2 separate regions of the Rattus norvegicus genome follow, and region 2 is linked to region 1. The links are chromatin contacts, called in public Hi-C maps. All regions are on one chromosome and are shown on one strand. The core of a region is the stretch at or near the end of the contact, and the rest is flanking DNA. Distances in the headings are between cores, read along the strand shown.

The links. Hi-C and Micro-C count contacts between places; a contact is called where the count stands out from the background.
Region 2: a Hi-C map of the A7r5 cell line shows a contact between it and region 1, with 5 times the contacts expected there. The contact joins two enhancer-like sites. A contact is called at or near these places in 4 of 12 Hi-C or Micro-C datasets (the A7r5 cell line, the Rat2 cell line, Schwann cells and 1 more).

What each region holds. Positions count from the first base shown.
Region 1 is chr4:124,802,254-124,805,507 of GRCr8, reverse strand. The region is part of intron 1 of Iqsec1 (IQ motif and Sec7 domain ArfGEF 1); the gene reads left to right. Among named protein-coding and RNA genes, the nearest start is that of Iqsec1, 24 kb to the left of the region's middle. Within about 2 kb of position 1,762, at least 7 of the 93 cell types and tissues checked have an H3K27ac peak or open chromatin away from gene starts, as enhancers often do. A contact at or near this core is called in the A7r5 cell line, where this site is marked.
Region 2 is chr4:124,878,137-124,881,582 of GRCr8, reverse strand. It overlaps a transcript of Iqsec1 not described here. Among named protein-coding and RNA genes, the nearest start is that of Iqsec1, 52 kb to the right of the region's middle. Within about 2 kb of position 1,367, at least 6 of the 93 cell types and tissues checked have an H3K27ac peak or open chromatin away from gene starts, as enhancers often do. A contact at or near this core is called in the A7r5 cell line, where this site is marked.

The DNA of each region.
Region 1 (3,254 bases), core at 513-3,012:
TTTTTCTTTTTCTTTTCTTTTTTTCTTTCTTTCTTTCTTTTTTTTTTTTTTGACTGAGAATGGAAGAACTCTGTGTGTGCTAGGCAAGTAACATCCTACTGAGCCACACTCCTGGCCTGACCATACACTTTTAAATGCTATTTTCATCGTGTTAAAACCCTCCTCCCATTTAAAAAGGTCATCTAGATGACTCTCCAGAAGGAAAAGGTCTAGCCCATAACCCCTGCCATAGTCTTGTTACCCTTGTTCTGAACACATCCCTATCATGGTACCCTCCAGTGTGTCAAGGCTAAACACTGGAAGAGATGCTTACTCAAGTGGGGCTTCACAGACCACATTCTTACATTTGAAGATCCTATGGCAGAGAGCTGGAAGGTATAGGTTCAGGCTAGGTAAGGGAAGCATCTGATGCCATGGTATCCAGTGTGCCCCAGACTAACAGAGATGCCAAAGAGTGATAAAAAGAACCTAGTTAGGAAAGCCCCTGTCCTGCCACTGTCCTCTATGGGTGTGTGTTGGGGGGCACCATCTAGGAGCACTGTGAAGACAGAGTGTGGGTAGAGCCCAGCACAGTGCCTACCTGACATATAGTAGGTACCAAATCCTGTGTGCTGCAGGCACATGGCCATGTCTGCCACCTTGCCCTCCATTCAGGTGCTTCTTCTCCCCCTATCTCAGAAGCACCTCCTCTCCCCAGCAGAGCAGCCCCTGAGCCTGACTCCTGCTTGCAGCCCCCAGCCCTGCACCCTTGTTCTAACTTCCTTGCTGCCCTCTCTAAGGCCAGCTTTTGTGTGCAGGATGAATAGCCCCAGAGCCCTTCATCAGGTGAAGGGCTCAGCTACTCAGTGCGGCTGCTTAGTTCCTGTTATCAATAGCTATCATCTGTAGACATTCTGCTAAGCCCTTGTGCTAGAAGTACTGGACAGTAGGAGCCCAGAAAATGCGTTGGAGATGGATCGAATGGGTTTGGACACAGCCAACAAACATTAGGAAGTTTTGCTCATGTGCTGGAAGCTAACAGTACTTCACCACTGTGAAATCTCGGTCTTTATCAGTGAAGCTTTATGTGTGGTTGTATGTTTATAGGTTATTTGCCTTTTTAGACTTAAGAGTTTTTGAATTGTAGTTTCTGTTGTTGGTTTGGGGACTTCTTTGCATACGGAATGAAGCAGAAGACTACAACAGACAAACAACGTGGTGGCATGGCACAGCAGTATGTGCTCAAAGCCATTAAGTTGAGTCTGACTGTTGAGAAGCTGCTGGAGATGGGACTGGGTGAGGAACCTCTTTATCACAAGATCATAGGAAGCTGTAGAGGAGTTCTGAGCAGGAGGGGGATCAGATGGAGTCATTTTTGGAAAATTACTCTTCATCAGGAACAATCGTGAATACAAGGAGGAGCTAGAAGGGTAGACCAGGGCTGGAAAGTGCAGGCCATGACTGTCTGGTTGAAGAGTGTCTTGTTTTAACTACAGGGAGAAGGCACACAGACATGCTTGCTGATGATGTAAAGGTGAGAGGGAGGGGAGGGAGATGGAGGATGGATGGCTTCTGCTACACAGACTTCCTGTGCTGCTAGCATCTGCACTGTTGTGAGCACACTATTCTGTGTCTTGCAGTCTTCCCCATCCGTTCCCAGCTTCCTCTGTACATAAAGTGGGCAGGGCAGGGGAGGATCCACTCTGTTCTCTGGGTGAGTAGGTTTGGTTGCCCAACATGAGGCTCTGCCCCAAACAGCTCAGACCCACATGGTATGTACAGTGTGGTCATCTGTTCCATGCCACAGGACTGACCTCCAACCCAGACAGATGACAGAGCTGTTGCCAGGGTAACCCCAGACAGGAAACACGAAATAAGTATTTCCAGGCAGGATATGGACATGGGAAAAGCAGATAGGACTGGCCCTGAGGGAGCTGAGGGATCTCAGAAATCGTTTGGGTCCCTTGACCCTTAGCTCTGCTCTCCCCATCTCCTCTGGGACTATTAACACCCACTTAGCTCTTCTGCTGAGAAGGTTCTGGACTGGCAGTGTGAGGCGGGCATTTGTCTAATGCTTCTTGCTCACTTGGTAGAGGAAACTGTAGGGTTCAGAAGGGACACCCTCCATAGTGAGGTCACATAGGCAGTCACCCCAAGCCTGTGCCAGAGCAGGCCTTAGACACCATACCTCCCAACATCCTGTCTAGGATCAGAAACTGCTATTTTCTTTGTAATTTTTTACACTTATTTTATGTGTGTCAGTGTTTGCCTGCATGTATGTATGTATGTGTACTATGTGTGTGCCTCGCACTCATGGAGCTTCTGGGACTGGAGTCAGGGTGGTTGTGAGCCCCTATGTGAGTGCCGTGAATTGAACCCAGATCCTCTTCAAGAGCAACAAGTGCTCTTGACCACTGAGTTGTCTTTCCAGCCCCAGAATTTTATTATTTGCAAACAGATTTAAAAAAAAAAAAACAACCCAGCAATACATCCAGGCTAGGTGTTGTGATGCATGCCTTTAATCCCGGCACTTGGGAGGTATAGGCAGGCAGATCTCTGAGTTTGAGGACACCCATGGCTACACAGAGGGAAAGAAACAGTAATACAGGTATATAGCAAGATATACACATGCATACATATATACATAAATACACACACGTGTAAGTAGAATGTTTCAGTGGAAAGCCAGTCTCCCTCTTTCCTGTTCCCAACTCTCCCTGCCCTTCCCAGGGCATTGCTGTGCTTGTCCCTGTCCCTGTCCCTGGCTCATCCTTGTCAGAAGTAGTCTATGCAGGGATCAGCGGCTATTCTGTGCCCCAGCCCCCTTACCTCCAAAGGTACAAATACTTAACATAAGCATACAAGTCAGCTTTCTCATACCATAACAAATATCTCGTTTTGACTTAAAGTTGTAGAGGTCTCTGTCTGTGGTTGCTTGGCACCGTGACACAGCCCATCATGGCAAGATCAGGAGGCAGAAGCAGTGACTAGCCAAGGCATGAGAAAGAAGATACAAGGAGATTCAGCCACCACCCAATACTGCCACCCTAGAGGCCAAGGCTATTTCACACAGACCTTGGGGGATGGGGCAGGGATATTTAAGATCCAACAAACCCATCATGAACTGAAAATGTTTGGTGGAAAATTAATTCAATATATCTGCTGACCGACTCTCCAGCTGGTCAGCACCGGTTGTGTCCCATCCCCCACCCCCGTGGGACACCTCTTTACTGCCTCATCCTGACATCTTGGAAGATGTATCTTACTAGCTCAGG
Region 2 (3,446 bases), core at 118-2,617, 76 kb before region 1:
CTATGGGCATCAGACAGGTTAAACACAAAGCCCTGAGGCTCGATAAAGTCCTCTGCTTTGGGGACAGAAGGATGCTAGTGGGCCTGTGGCAGAGTAGAGGACCCAGCATGAGGCCATGAGTCCAGAGAAGTAGGCCAGGCTGAAGGACAGCCTGAAGGCCTATTGTCTTCCCTGTTACGCGCTCTATGGCCCATGCCTTGCCTGGATAACAGGCCCTACTGAGGCTCTGCAGCTGGAGGTCGCAGAAGGCATTGATGTTATCTTAGGGGAGCCAGCAAAGTCACCTGAGCATGGCAGAAGCTGACTGCAGGCCTGAAGAGAAACCCAGCCCCGACCCTACTCCAAGTCTCACTGCTGTGGGACCAGCCACTATCATATTGAGGCAGCCAAACACTGCCCTCTGCTGGTATACTTGTGTATAACACTCAGAGTTTTCCTGAGACCTGACAGACCTCGGAGCCTCTAAGTTCCCTTTTGCAATTGTTTCCCTTAGCCTTAGAACAAGTCTCTCTTCCCCTTTGTCCCCTTCCAAGTTGTTTCTTATGACTAGGCATAGAGTGGTTTAACCCTAGAGCAGCACTTACCATGATCTTTGCTTTATCTCTAAGCCTCTGCCCAGGGGCTGGGGCTGGGGGCAGAAAACACAGAATAACCCCTTGCTTTAGGATGTCCCAGTCAGGATTCCCCAAGCCCTGCCTACTCTCTTCCATCTAGGCTACCCCTTCCTGCTCGTCTTCCACAAAGAAGTTGAACTCCAGAGAATGCCCCTAGGAAGGGACAAAGTCTAGGTCCCCCACAGAACATGTGACTCTCAGGAGTTGCCCTCTGCTTGCCCACACCTCTGTCATGGACATATCTATAGTACCTGGGTTACAGGACATGAAGTGGAGCAGAGCAGGGCAGGGCAGGGCAGTCCAAGAGGCCACGTAGCCCAGCAGGAGTGACTCAGCTGAAACAGCTCAGCTTTGCTATGGCTTCCAGGACCCTCCTCAGCTCTGACCTGCTTCTGCAGTAGCTGCAAAGGTTTTTCTCTGGGAGGTAGGAAGCCAGGAGGAAAAGAGGGAAAAGAGGGGATAGGTGGGTTCACAGTAGAAGCATAAGACCAAGAACATGGCCCTGGGTATCTGAAGTGGACACCTTTGTACATCAAAAGCCTTGCCACCTATGAGCAGCCCCATGTTCCAAAACGTTTCTGGTAGGCCTGGATGGGCTGTAAATATCTTGCCGTATATAGTTCTGCTGTGTGGGTTAAGGTAAGGACAGGAATCTGGCTTGTTCTGCACAGATAGAGTGCCTTTAGGGAATATGTCCAGTCTGGCTGAGTCCAGGAATGCAGAGCCAAGAGCCACCACACTTGAGAAAGGGAGCAGGGCCCCAGGCCTAACTCCAGCCTGGGTGACAGGATGCATGTGTTTGTTCATCTATCTAGTGTTCAGTGAGGACACTGGGGGAAGCTTTGGAGCCAATCAGTGAATTCAGTCATGGTTTTCCAGCCCCCTTCAACCCAACTCTCTGAGAAGGACAGTGGACCTGTGAGTGGTACTACAGAGAGGGATGGTGAGGGGCTGCAGGGGCAGAGGTGGGAGGGGGACCTTGCTGAACCCATGTTGATTGAGCCTGAAACCCAAATGATAAATGGTGATGGACAGCTTTGAGGATGACAGGAATTAAATGAAGGGGGTTGTGGTTAGGCCAGGGCATCTAGTGATTTCTGCAGCCTACGAACAGAGAAAGTTCAAGTCAGCCAGGGGGCACGAATGAGTTACCTTCCAACATAACTGGATTTCTCTGCAAGGAACATACCCCAGGGCATGATCACATGTGGTCTAGGGCTATGGTCAGGACAGTGTTATGCCCCATACCTGGGCTCCGTTCAGCCTACCTGGTGTGTCCAAATACTAGTGGGGGTGGGGTACATATCTGAGTCTGGGGTCCTAGTCTAAGATCTCTATAGAGTTCACTGGTTGATAGGACATGGGGTCCCCTGACATGGCAGATGCCTGAATATGCCAAGAGAAAGAACACAGTAGGAAGCAGGCATCTAAAGGATTTGGAGACCTTGTCAAGGATCTGGGGACCACCTCTGCAGGAGGCTGTAGGCTCACTGCCCTGCAGACCCCATGTTCTGTTCCTATAGCATTCATGGCTGTGGGGGAAGCAGATAAAATCAGGGAGAGTGACAATAAAGGAGAGTGGGCCCTAGTGCAAGGACTCAGTGTGAGACCACACTTGGTCACATTCATTGTCTCATCAAGTCAACATTTTATTGAGTAGCTGTGGTGACCCAGACACTGGGGTCACAACCCTGAACAGAAAAGATGAAGACCCTCTTCTTATGAGACTGGGACCTGAGCTTGCTGTGCCCTCAAATCCCTGGTCAGCCTTCCACCCATCAGGGCCACTAGCAAAACCCCCATGGAAGAAGGGCAGGGGGTGGGGAGGGACATTGGCTTAGTCAGGTAGAAAGTATGTGCTCTCCTGGGCAGGATCCCAGCATAGAGATAGGACAAGGAATATTCACTCCATAGAAACTGTCCGAGTTCCTCCTGCAGCCCAACCGCTCTAGGCACCAGAGGCAAAAACCAAGTGACCATTGTCTGTCAGGCCCCAATAGCCATGAACTTTGTGGGAGGCACCATCCTCGCCGAGCACCATAGGTCCCCTTCCCTGTGGTGTCAGGGTGTGGGAAAGAGGCAGTATCTATGCCTCAGACAGAGCAGCCAGTGGCCTGAGAGGTTACCAGAGACTACAGGATTCTGGCACCATGCCCACTGCCCATCATTCTGTCGCACAGATTCTTTGTGAAAAAGTCTGTGCAGTCTACACAGCTCTGGAACGTTGTTGACATCAGCAGCTGATAACTGCTCCATGCAACTGTCCAGTGGCCCTGCCCTCACCTACCTTGTTGCATATGCCCCCGGGGACAGTGTTGAGCATGTATCCTAGCCCACTCTGCTCTCATTGTACATGTTCACCCATCTGAGTTTCACTTTTAAATATTTATATTTTTATTTGTGTCTATGTGTGGGGATATCAGTGCAGTGCCCTCAGAGGCCAGAAGAGGGTGTTGTTATCTCATGGAGATGGAGCTACAGTTGCGAGCTGCTTAACGTGGGTGCCGGGATCTGAACTCCTGTTTTCTATAAGAGCATCAAGTGCTCTTGATCACACCGAGCCATTTCTCTACAGCCCAACTCATCCGCTTTTCACAGCCCTCTGTGAGAGGGATCAGAAGGGACTTTCTGCTAAGTCAGTTCCAACCCAGGCCACTCTGAACCTCTATAGGTCCCCATCTTCTTCATACTAAACCAACTTGTTGACGACCGTTGTGTTGTTAGTAATTGCTAGATGACTGAAGGTTTTTTTAATGATGCATTTTTCTTGTGATTCTCACCACAGAAAGTTGATGTTATAATTACTATTACTATTATTATTTGTGGGGATCA